Regions from separate parts of the Mus musculus genome. Here region 1 is linked to region 2. The links are chromatin contacts, called in public HiChIP or PLAC-seq maps. All regions are on one chromosome and are shown on one strand. Each heading gives the region's core, a stretch centred on a gene start, on an enhancer-like site or on the middle of the called end of the contact. The rest is flanking DNA. Distances are from core to core; before and after follow the strand shown.

Region 1 (5,185 bases), core at 1,493-3,992, 340 kb before region 2:
CACTAGACTAAGTAGACTAAGATTGTACCACTGTCACCTTGGCAACCATCCCACCTTCATTCCTGTCAGACAGTCTACACCTTGTAGAGACTCATCCAACACTGAATTCAAGACCAGACATTGGCTCCACTTGCCTGTTAGCAGGCAAGGAAGGGTGACTTTGAGAGGCTGGGATATGTTCAGGACACGCTGTAGGAAGCAGAGAACCTGCTCCACCCAGCATCTTCAGAGGCCCGCTCCACTCCTGCACAGCATCTCCGGAGACCCGCCCTTGCTGTTTGCATAGCATCTTGCTGCACTGGCCAGGAAGGGGCCAGCAGGAAGGCATCTCTCCATTTTTGCCCAAGGCTTGTGAAGAAAGATCTAGAAACTAATGGTTTGCGGATGTTCCCAGTGCAGTTTTCTCTGCCCAGAGTCAGTGCCCTTCTTTGAGCTCCTGATCTCCATTGCTGCTAGGGATGGCTGAGTTCTAGCATGACTCGAGTTCAGGCAAGGGATCCTAATGGGCCACTGAGGCATCGAGGTCAGGCCAGAATCGTGTTCACTGAGCCAGAGTCCTAGGTGTGAGAGACCTGGAGGCATAAGCCTGAGTCCATCTGCCTGCAGGCTCTAGCAGGAGGGTCACAGGTTCACTGCCCAGCTGGGCTTTGGAAAGAGTTCAAGTCCAGCCTGAGTAACTCTGATGAGACCTGGTCTCAAATTTTTAAATGGTACCTTAGTGATGGGTGCTTGCCCTGAATACATGGAAATCTTGGTTTGAGCTCCAACAGTTAAACATTTAAGGAGGAATCCCAGGCCAGGCCAGGAGGAGTCCTGCAGGTCTGGGGACTGTCAGAGCCACATCCACAAAGGTACTAGCAGTGCCTCATGTGCTGGCTTGAGGATTAAATGAGCTAATGCAAGCAAAGTCTTTAACCCAGTGCCTGGCACACAGAACAGCACCGTGAGTATAGCTCCTGAGGTCAGCATTGGGATCCTGCTGGCTGAGGTCAAGCAGCTAAGTCCTTAGGCCCTTCCTGGTTTACAGGCCAAGACCTGGTCCAGCTTTCTTAGCACAGGGCATGGAAAAGGGCACAAGGCAGACGACACCTGGAGACTGCCAAGGCTAGCCTTTCCTGAGCTGTACCGACTCCAAGGGAAACCCTCCCTGAAGCCCTCATCCTCTGTTTCCTTCTCCCTGAGGAACAAGGGAGGTGGTTAGATGGCCCATAGGGTCCCCACCCTCACCAATTTGGAATCTCTCATTCCCATAGCAAAATAAAACTGCCCCAGTCAGAAAGCAGTTAGCAACGGCTGGCCTGCAGAAGCCCCCCCCTCCCCCCAGGCAGAAAGAAGCAGACAAAGGCTCCCTGTACAGAGTCTGCCTTCAGCCCTCCTGTGCTGCACCAGATCCTACAGCTTCCACGAATCACAATTATACCTTCTTACTTGAAAGTCCTTCATTGACTTTGAGTTCCTGGAAGTTTTCATCCAGGAAAAGCAGGGGCGGGGCGGGGCGGGGCGGGGTGGGGGTGAGGGTGGGAGTAGTCAAAGGGATGGAGAACTGAAGAGCAGCTTGTGGAAGAATGGGACAGGAAAGAGGACGGAAGGAAGAGGAAAGAAAAGGAAGGGAGAGGGAGTAGAGAGGAGAGCGGAGAGGTGAGAGGAGGTGAGGCTGAAGATGGAGGCCGGGGCACAGAGAAACAGGAGCCAGGAATAACAAGTGGTGTTTGACTTCCTTCAGCCTGAGGTGTCATGAACACAAGCTGAAGCTGATTGCTTAACTGAAGTGCACAGCCATGGCCCCAAGGCCACGATACTGCTCGGCAGGGGAGTCCCAGCTTTTACAACCGAGTCTACACACACTCCTTTGGCTGGGAGACACCCCACCGGTTGATTTTCTGTAAAACAAACTTCCCCTTGAAACAGCACCTTTCCCCCATCACTGCTCGGCCCCAAAGGATCCGACTCTAAACGGGGCAGCAGCGGACTCTGCCATTACAGTGACTAGCATTATGAAGTCCTAAGCAGGCCACACAATGCAGCCCGGCCTCATGCAGCCCTTGGGTCACCCTCAGTGATGCCTACCATTGACTAAGCAGCCTCTGGCCAGTGCTGGAGTCTGACTCTGCCTGGTCAATGCCTGTGACAGTGCTGTGACTTGTGACCGCTCACCTTGCTTCCTAGAGAAGCCCGTAGTCTTCACGCTAAAGACCGTGTCATGGGAAAGGGCCTGGAGGGGGTTGGCTTTCCCACTTAGCATGGCCAGGGGAAGTCACTGCTTTGTTGAATGTTGTTTTCCTCCTCGTCTCTAAACCAAGAATAGCAACTTAGCAGGGTTGGTGTGAAGATGAAAGGAAATATTATAAATAACTTCGCATAGGCTGGACCCAATGGGGGTTAGTAAAGGTTTGTCACCAGGAATAGGGCTTCATCCCCAGGCTGCATCTGTTTGCTAAGAACTAAAGACACACAATCCCCAGATAAGGTCTCTTAGGGGCCTGACACTAGACCCAGGTGCCCATGAGGTGACTAGCAAGGACCCATACCCATGCATCTGAGGTGTGAGGAACCTGTGCCCTATGAAGTGTGAGGAGCCTGGCCCTGACGGGCTCTGTAGTAGTCTCCTCTGCCCCATCATTCTTGCCCTGCCCCACCCTCAGCCACTGCAGGGCCCCCCTTGGGTGGAGTGGTTAAGGCAGAGCAGGGCGGGTGAGCCAGAGGCAGTAGGGACCATTATCGGGAGGCCCAGGATGCAGAGGGCTTCTGCAGCCTCCTTATCAGCTCCCTGACTGCTGAGGCATTGGCTTATCTGAGCCTAGGGTAAGAGAGCTGAGCTCTGCAGCTACTGCGCTGGCTCCCCTGCTGGGGCAGCTGAGAGTAGAAACCAGAAAGCCACCAGGCTGCCTGCCATTTCTGCCAGGAGGTTATCTTAGCCAGCCACTTCCCCCAGTAGCCCCCAAACCCTGTCTGAAACTGATGGTGGTAGCTTGTCTTTGACCCTCACCCTCAAAGTCAAAGCCTGTGACTCTTTGTGAGGTAAATGACTCTGTGGGGACTGCTGGGCTGAGCCAAGTGACTTCTGTCAAACATACTAGTTGGCAGCAGGTCTGGTTAGTCAGTCACTCAAGACTTGTCCTGCCCTGTAAGTCCCTACCTCCCAGAAGGCTGTGTGGATGACTCGAGATAATTTTGGCTCTAGGACCTAGCTGGCTGGGATCCCACAGAGGGGCTCCGGCTCCAAGTTGGCACATGGTCCTTCTTGGCTTTGACCCTTCCTCTGAGGGAGGCAGGGCATGCTGGGCATGCGGACAGCAGGCCCCCTCCTGGGGCTCTGATAACAGCTCTCACCTTATCTGTCAGCCAAAGACTGGGCGGGGTAAGTCTGAGAAGCAAAGGTAGGTTCTGCAAAAAGGGGCAGAGGAGAAAGTGGGAGCAGAGCAACTGAAGCCCTGCCAGCCTCGCCTGAGATCTAGGGAAGGACAAAGGGCCCTCGGAGAAGGGGTGGGCTAGGCCCCTCCTAGAGCTGTAGAAATTCTCAATTGGGAAGAACAAAGAAACCTAGAATCTTTACCCCAGAGCAGGAGCGATTGCCTTTGAAGAACTCAGAGCCTCTTGAGAATCAGAAGAAAATTACAACCTTGTCCTGCTGGGTAACTGAGGCCTTAAGGAGTCAGGGAAGATAACAACATGCTTGAGCCTCTGAAGGCCCCTTGCCTGAGGCTGGGTGAGTTCCCTGCAAACCTGGAGCCTAGGAGCCAATAAGTACAATCCCAGGCCACGTGGGGCTGAAGACAGCCAGCCTCCCTAAAGCCTCCAAGTGGGCCAGGTACCCCTTCAGAGCCAGGAAGTTGCAGGATTTAATCCAAGTCTTGGCCCAGGCTCCTGGACCCCTCTATTTCTCTGACCCAGGCCCAGGCTACCTGGGGAGCTCTCCTTTGGGGGAAGAGGAAGTCCCCTGACTGCCCTTTTCCTGAAGCTGGGATGTTCCCTTCTGCACACACCTGGAGAGTCACACCCAGAGGTAGACACACTTAGTGGTTCAAAAATACCAATCCTGTCCTCGCTGCCATGTAACACAGAGCTATTTTAGCCCCACAGTTAAATGTGCTCCCATAATAACCCAGAATGTGCTCCCCAGAATCTTCTAGAAGGGCCAAGCTGGGTTGAGACTTTTTGTATTTTTTTTAAGACAGGGTCGATATAGTCCTGGCTGTCCTGGAACTCACTTTGTAGATCAGGCTGGACTCAAACTCCCTGCCTCTGCCTCCTGAGTGCTGGGATTAAAGTCATGTGACACCACACCTGGCCTGGGCTAACTTTTCGTACGTCAAAGACGCATATCCAAAACTCCACCTAGAAAAGTCGAGCAAGGGTAAAAGTAGAGAAAAGCCCCCAAGCCCTCTCTCAAGAAGCTCTTGGTGTTGAAAAAATGAGCTAGCCAGTAACCCAGAGGGTCAGAAGCAGAGCAGATGAGTTTGACAGATTTGACAGGAATGGGCCTGGGCCTCTAGGGACAGTGAGTGGGCTGGGGCCTGGGGGCTGGGAACGGGGCTGATAAGGGAATAAAGCTGACTTGTGGCTTGGCTTTATAAAGAGTTGGAGAGATGACTGTACTACAAAGGCCACACACCGTGGCCACTAATAAAGTCAGAGCTTAATGTGCTCCTCCGGGCACCCCCAGGAATCTAAAGACACACGGGACCTTGGGTCATACCAGGGACAGGTTGGAGTATGGGGGTACGTAAAAAATGAGATGAGGATGCAGGATAGATGCAGGCTTAGCATGAGGCTGAGCATCCCTCGTTTATCCAGTTCTCTTAGAGTGGCCACTGGAAGGGTACCCACACCTAGCCTGATGGCCTTCCAACCCAACAGGGTCCCCGTGCCACAGTGCAAAAGGTCAAGTGCGTCTTGCACGTTCCCCGGGCAGTTGGCGCCCTCTTCAGCCAGATAGAGGCACTGCAAGGTGGATACCCAGTGCAGCCATGACTGGTGGTTTTCCTTCGCATCATCACCAGCCCTTATCAGAGAGACTGCAGGGGTTTTTTGTTTTTGTTTTTGTTTTGGAGACAGGGTTCCTCTGTATAGCCCAGGCTATCCTTGAACTCACTCTGTAGACCAGACTAGCCTCGAACTCAGAAATCCGCCTGCCTTTGCCTCCCAGGAAGACTGCAGTTAATACTGTTGGTCCATCATAAGAGAA
Region 2 (4,851 bases), core at 1,001-3,500:
TGGGTGGAGTCTAACTTGGAAGATGGACAAGATTTGGGACAGGTAGACAACTAAGGAAGTTACTGAAGTCATCCAGACATGAGTTGGTGAGAGCTAGACACTTGGAAGAAGGAAGAAGGCTTATAAGATGCAGGAAGTAAACAAAAGCAACCCAGGAAGCTCCTGAAACATGCAAGATTCATAAGACTCTCTTCCCCAAGCCCATAACACAGTAATCTATAGAGAGAATCTAGTGGGGAGCCACCTGTGGGTGTAGGAGTCTCTGGGAGTGCAGTTTTGTGAGTTGTCATTCATGCTAGGGTAGGTTTCTTGGTGAATCACTGTGTTCCTATAAGTAACCCCAGGAAACTCACCGGCTCTCTAAGCTAGATTTGGGTGGAATTGGTTCTTTGATCTGTCATCAATGCCTTGTTGTGGTGAATAACTGTTAAGATCTCCCCAAGAAAAGTCACACAACAATCAGATTCAAGAACCATTCCTAGGACAGAAGACATAACTCAATGGTTAAAAGCACTCAGTGTTCTCTCAGAAGACCCTGAGTTCTCTCCCAGCCATGATGTGGTGGTTCACAATCACCTGTAACTCTAGTTTTAGGGGGTTTGACAACTTCTTCTGGTATCCTTAAGCATCTACACACATGACATTCACTTACATAAATACACACACATACTCCCTTATAAAAATAAAAGTATATTAAAAAAAAAAGAAAAAAGAACATTCCTAATGTGACATACACCTGTAACCCCAGCATTTGGGAGGCTGAGACTGGAAGTTCATACCTGTAAAATAAAAATAAAATATAGCCGGGTGTGGTGGCACACACCTTTAACTCTCAGGAGTTAGAGGCAGGTGGATCTTTATGAATTTGAGGCCAGCCTCATCTATATACTGAATTCCCAAACAGCCAAGGCTATGTAGAAAGAGCCTGTCTCAAATAAATAAATAAATAAATAAATAAATAAATGTTTTAAATATGAATACAAGCCCTTTCTTGGAAAAGAAGCTTGGTGCTAGAGATAAGAGTTAGCCACACACTGGTAGACACAAAGGAAAAAGTTTGAGTCAGAAACCTTAGTGTGACACAATTTTCTCTACACTTGTTTTCTTCTTCAATGGTGCCATCATTGTTACCTTTACAAGTGAATAAATGTGTGTGTGTGTGTGTTTACATATATATGTAAAACAGTTAAAGTGGAAGAGGCCATGAATTTGGAAGAGAACAGGGTGGGATATATAGGAATGTTAGAGGGAGAAGGGGGAGGGAGAAATTATATTTTAATCTCAAAAAAAATTTAAAGGCTGTATAATTAATTTACATAGTTTTTTGAACGAACCCCCCCCCCCCAGCCCTCATCCCCGTTGCTTCCTGCTGCAGGGCATGGAGCCGCCCTTTGGTGTGGTTTGTATACTCAGTGAGACTCCCTTGAGAGATGATTTTTCCTTTGTGGATGGTTGGGGCTGGGAGCTCATGTCTTTTTCTCCATCTTAGAGCTGGGACTAGGTCAGGTCTGGATCCGTGCAGACGCTAGCTAGGCATGCTGCCACAGTTGACAGTGAACTTTCTACACAGCATTATCAAAACAACGCTGTTGAACACCCGTACTCAATAGAGCCAAGAAGTTTATGGTACTATCTGCAACGCGGGGTCAGTTAAAAACCAGTAGACAAAAACCTTTCTTTTTCTTCCATTTGTCCTTCTTGTTTATTTTGTGTGTGTGTGACAGGTCACACGAATCCCAGGGCAACCCCAAACCTGCTCTTTGGGCTGGGATGACCTTGTACTCTGATCCTCCTGCTTCAACCTCTCCAGGGTTGGGATCACAGGTGCGTGCTGCCATTGCCGACTTCCTTTTCCCTTTATTTATTTTCTTAATTTTTAAGAAGTACGGTGCCCAGAAAAGATGATTAGTTAAGGACTGACTGAGTAGATGAAAACAGACGACTGGATGGATGACCCTTCTAAATGGCGGACTCGTCCCCCTTTCCAATTAAACAAATTTGTGTTGCCCTTCACTGAATTCTGCCCCAAGCTGGCCCTTGGATAGAAGCCTGTAGAAGAGTTCCTGGAACAGCAGACCACAAGCCAGGACTCCTAGTTCCCATGTGCCATCAAAGCAGGAGCCACAAGAGCATGCTTAGCGACGACCTAACAGAGCTTGGCAGGCTGCACCTGTAGAGTGACAGCCCTGCTGGTGAGGGGCCATGTGCTACCTGCATCCTCGTCCAACCCCACCCCCACCCCACCCCCCGCGGTGGCAGTTCCTTCTAAGACGCGGGCTGAGTGCTGAGTCGCTGAGAGGCGAGCTCTCCATGTGACTTCAGTTTCCGTTGGTTCCTTCCGCAAGTGCTAAAATAATCTGATGCCCCAGAGCGAGTAGGCAGCGCAGCAGCGGCAAGTGCTGTCCAGGAGGCTGGGGCCCTGGAGACGATGCGCCCCGCGGAGCCGCCTGGGCCTGCGGGAGCAGTGAGTATTTCTTGCGTGGGTTCGTTGAGCATTGCCGGGCTACAAGAGGTGGGCGAGCTGGGACCGGGTTGGGTGGTGGGAGGTTAGGCATCAGCTCCCCCACCCCACGCACGCCGCGCTCAGGCTCATTGTGAAGTTGTGGTATCCAGTCTCTCCGCCTCTGGGCTGGATTTGGGGGGGGGGCTACACCTTTGGTGTAGGTGGAAGTCTCAGGAACTCTTACAGCTGAGAGAGGAGGTGTGTGATGTGGGAGAGGCACGTAGGGCTTTACAACCAGCTATGGTTTGATTCCTGGCTCTTTCAGGGAGAGTGTGAACAGGTTAGGGAACTTTTCGGAGCCTCCTTTTTTTTCCTCATCTACACAGTGGTCAGTGCTCCTTGCCTAGTCTGAGTGACCGGACGTCATGAGAGGACGCTGTGAACACTCAGCATACGGGTGTTTGCATCGACTCCTTTGCCCATCAACATAAATTGAGACCCACCATTACACAGGCAAAGACACGGAAATCCATCCACAGTCGCACTTACTTAACCGGGATCTTCCCAGGGTCAGCTGTGTGTGTACATCCAGAAGACAGCAAAAGCCCTTCTCCTAGAGCCTTTGTCCTGGGTAACTTGTGCTGGGGTATTATTTGGTCCACAGCTACCCAAGTGTCAGAGAGAGAGATTAGAGCCAGGCTCTCCTGACTCCTGCTCAGTGCTCTGCTGTGGTCCTCTCGGCCTCTGCAGGCACAGACACACATCCATGGACCTACCCACAGGCTCGCTCGCACTCAGGAGCTGGGCAGGGAAAAGCACTGCTCTCCCTGCAGTTGCTAGCTCACCATTGCGCTGCGGCGATGACCACGTGCCCCACTGTAACTAGGATCGGAGCAGACTAAGGAAGGCTTTCCAGTGTCTCTCTCTGCTACTGACCGTGAGGTACGGACAGTTTTCACGGTGTTTGAGGCCTGGGGACACCCCCTATGAGCTTTATATGTGAGCCCCAGAGTTCCTAGAGGGGGTTATAGACTCATGGGCCCAGAAAAACAAAAAACAAAACAAAACAAAAAACCTCAACACTTAGGTTAAAATCAAAACCAAACAGCCTCACAAGAGAAGGTGCCTTCATTTGACTGGTCCTTCGAGAGAACTCTGGACAATGGTACACACTCCACCAGGCTGTCCTGGAGCTCATTAGCTTCTAAGCCAATCTCCACTGGCCTGACTTGTGAAGCAGGAGGCAAACCCTTTCTCCTTAGTGATAGAACTGTCCGTGGATAGATTCTTGGGGAACTAGCTTCTGTACTGTGTCTAATATAAGCCAGTGACACAGAAGATTGTAACAGGGCCAGCCTCCTTCGTAGTCCCTATTGACTGGAGTCAGGATTGGGATCGGACCAAAATACCTAACAAAACCCAAAGAAACAAAACCTGGACTTCTTAAGGAGGCATGGTCTGGTCGAACAGTAAAATGTAGTCAACAATGCTGAACTGCAGGTCTGAAAATGGCTAAATGATAGAGTTTATGTGATAAAACAGATGAAGGGAGGGAGGGAGGGAGGGAGAGTGTGTGTTTCCCCCCCAAAAAAGCAACCAAGCAGTTGTTATCAGAAGCGGGGGAAATGAAGTTGCTAGACAGACTTTTCAGGACAAACAGAATCAGGGGCTGAGACCCAACGTTTTGTGTCTTCAGTGTGTGACTTTAGCCTCAGCAGAGGGCACAAAGGAGGAAGTAGAACTTTGCCCTGGTTCTCACCAGTGAGGTGGGTACAAAGAACAAGGCTGGGACCAGTGATGCGCTCAGCGTGGCCACAAAGTTCTGTGAGGTCCCCAGGGACTCCCCTCCTCAAGCCCCAGCCTCCACATTTACCACCCTCAGGCACTGTATGTGGGCTCACCTTGAGTGCTGCTGCCTGGCCCTACCTCTAAGAAAGATAACAATCTGGAGGGGATTTCTCTGCAGGAGATAGCATTTGAGGCTCTGACTTTCTTTCACACAGCTTCTGCTCAGTGAACCCTGTCTATCTCTGGTAGCCCTGGTATCTCCTGGCTTTCCTTGTCTCCCTTGGATGCTAAGACTGAGCACTGACCCTCAGCCATCAGCTCTCTCCCTGCCCGGCCTGGGGCCACATCTTTCAACTTCAGGCAAGTTAATGGTCCTTGTAACCACCCACCAAGACACTTGAAACTTCCCCAAGGGGACTGTTCTCAGCCTCAGCCTCCTCAACGTTGGTCTGACAGGTTTTCAAAATTTTGTGTTTACTTAACTAAGGTGATTGACCAGAGGTCAGAAGATGTCATTAGATCCCCTGGGACTGGAGTTAACAATGGATGTGAGCTACCATGTGGTTGCTGGGAATTGAACTCAAGTCCTCTGGAAGAGTAGCCAGTGCTCTTAACTGCTG

What was found. HiChIP or PLAC-seq counts read pairs in DNA pulled down with a chosen protein or histone mark.
Region 1: an H3K4me3 HiChIP or PLAC-seq map of pro-B cells shows a contact between it and region 2, with 4 times the contacts expected there. The contact joins the enhancer-like site here to the promoter of Nrros in region 2. A contact is called at or near these places in 13 of 39 promoter capture datasets (the 3T3-L1 cell line, 3T3-L1-derived adipocytes, the C10 cell line and 8 more) and 11 of 115 datasets of contacts at active chromatin or transcription factors (VIP interneurons, bone marrow-derived dendritic cells, embryonic stem cells and 4 more).

Annotation. Positions count from the first base shown.
Region 1 is chr16:32,507,343-32,512,527 of GRCm38.p6, reverse strand. No RefSeq gene overlaps it. Among named protein-coding and RNA genes, the nearest start is that of Zdhhc19, 14 kb to the right of the region's middle. Within about 2 kb of position 2,742, at least 87 of the 459 cell types and tissues checked have an H3K27ac peak or open chromatin away from gene starts, as enhancers often do. A contact at or near this core is called in fetal liver and pro-B cells, where this site is marked.
Region 2 is chr16:32,162,993-32,167,843 of GRCm38.p6, reverse strand. It overlaps Nrros (negative regulator of reactive oxygen species), which reads left to right and starts at 2,250. Exons shown (of 3, transcript NM_001347181.1): 1 at 2,250-2,464.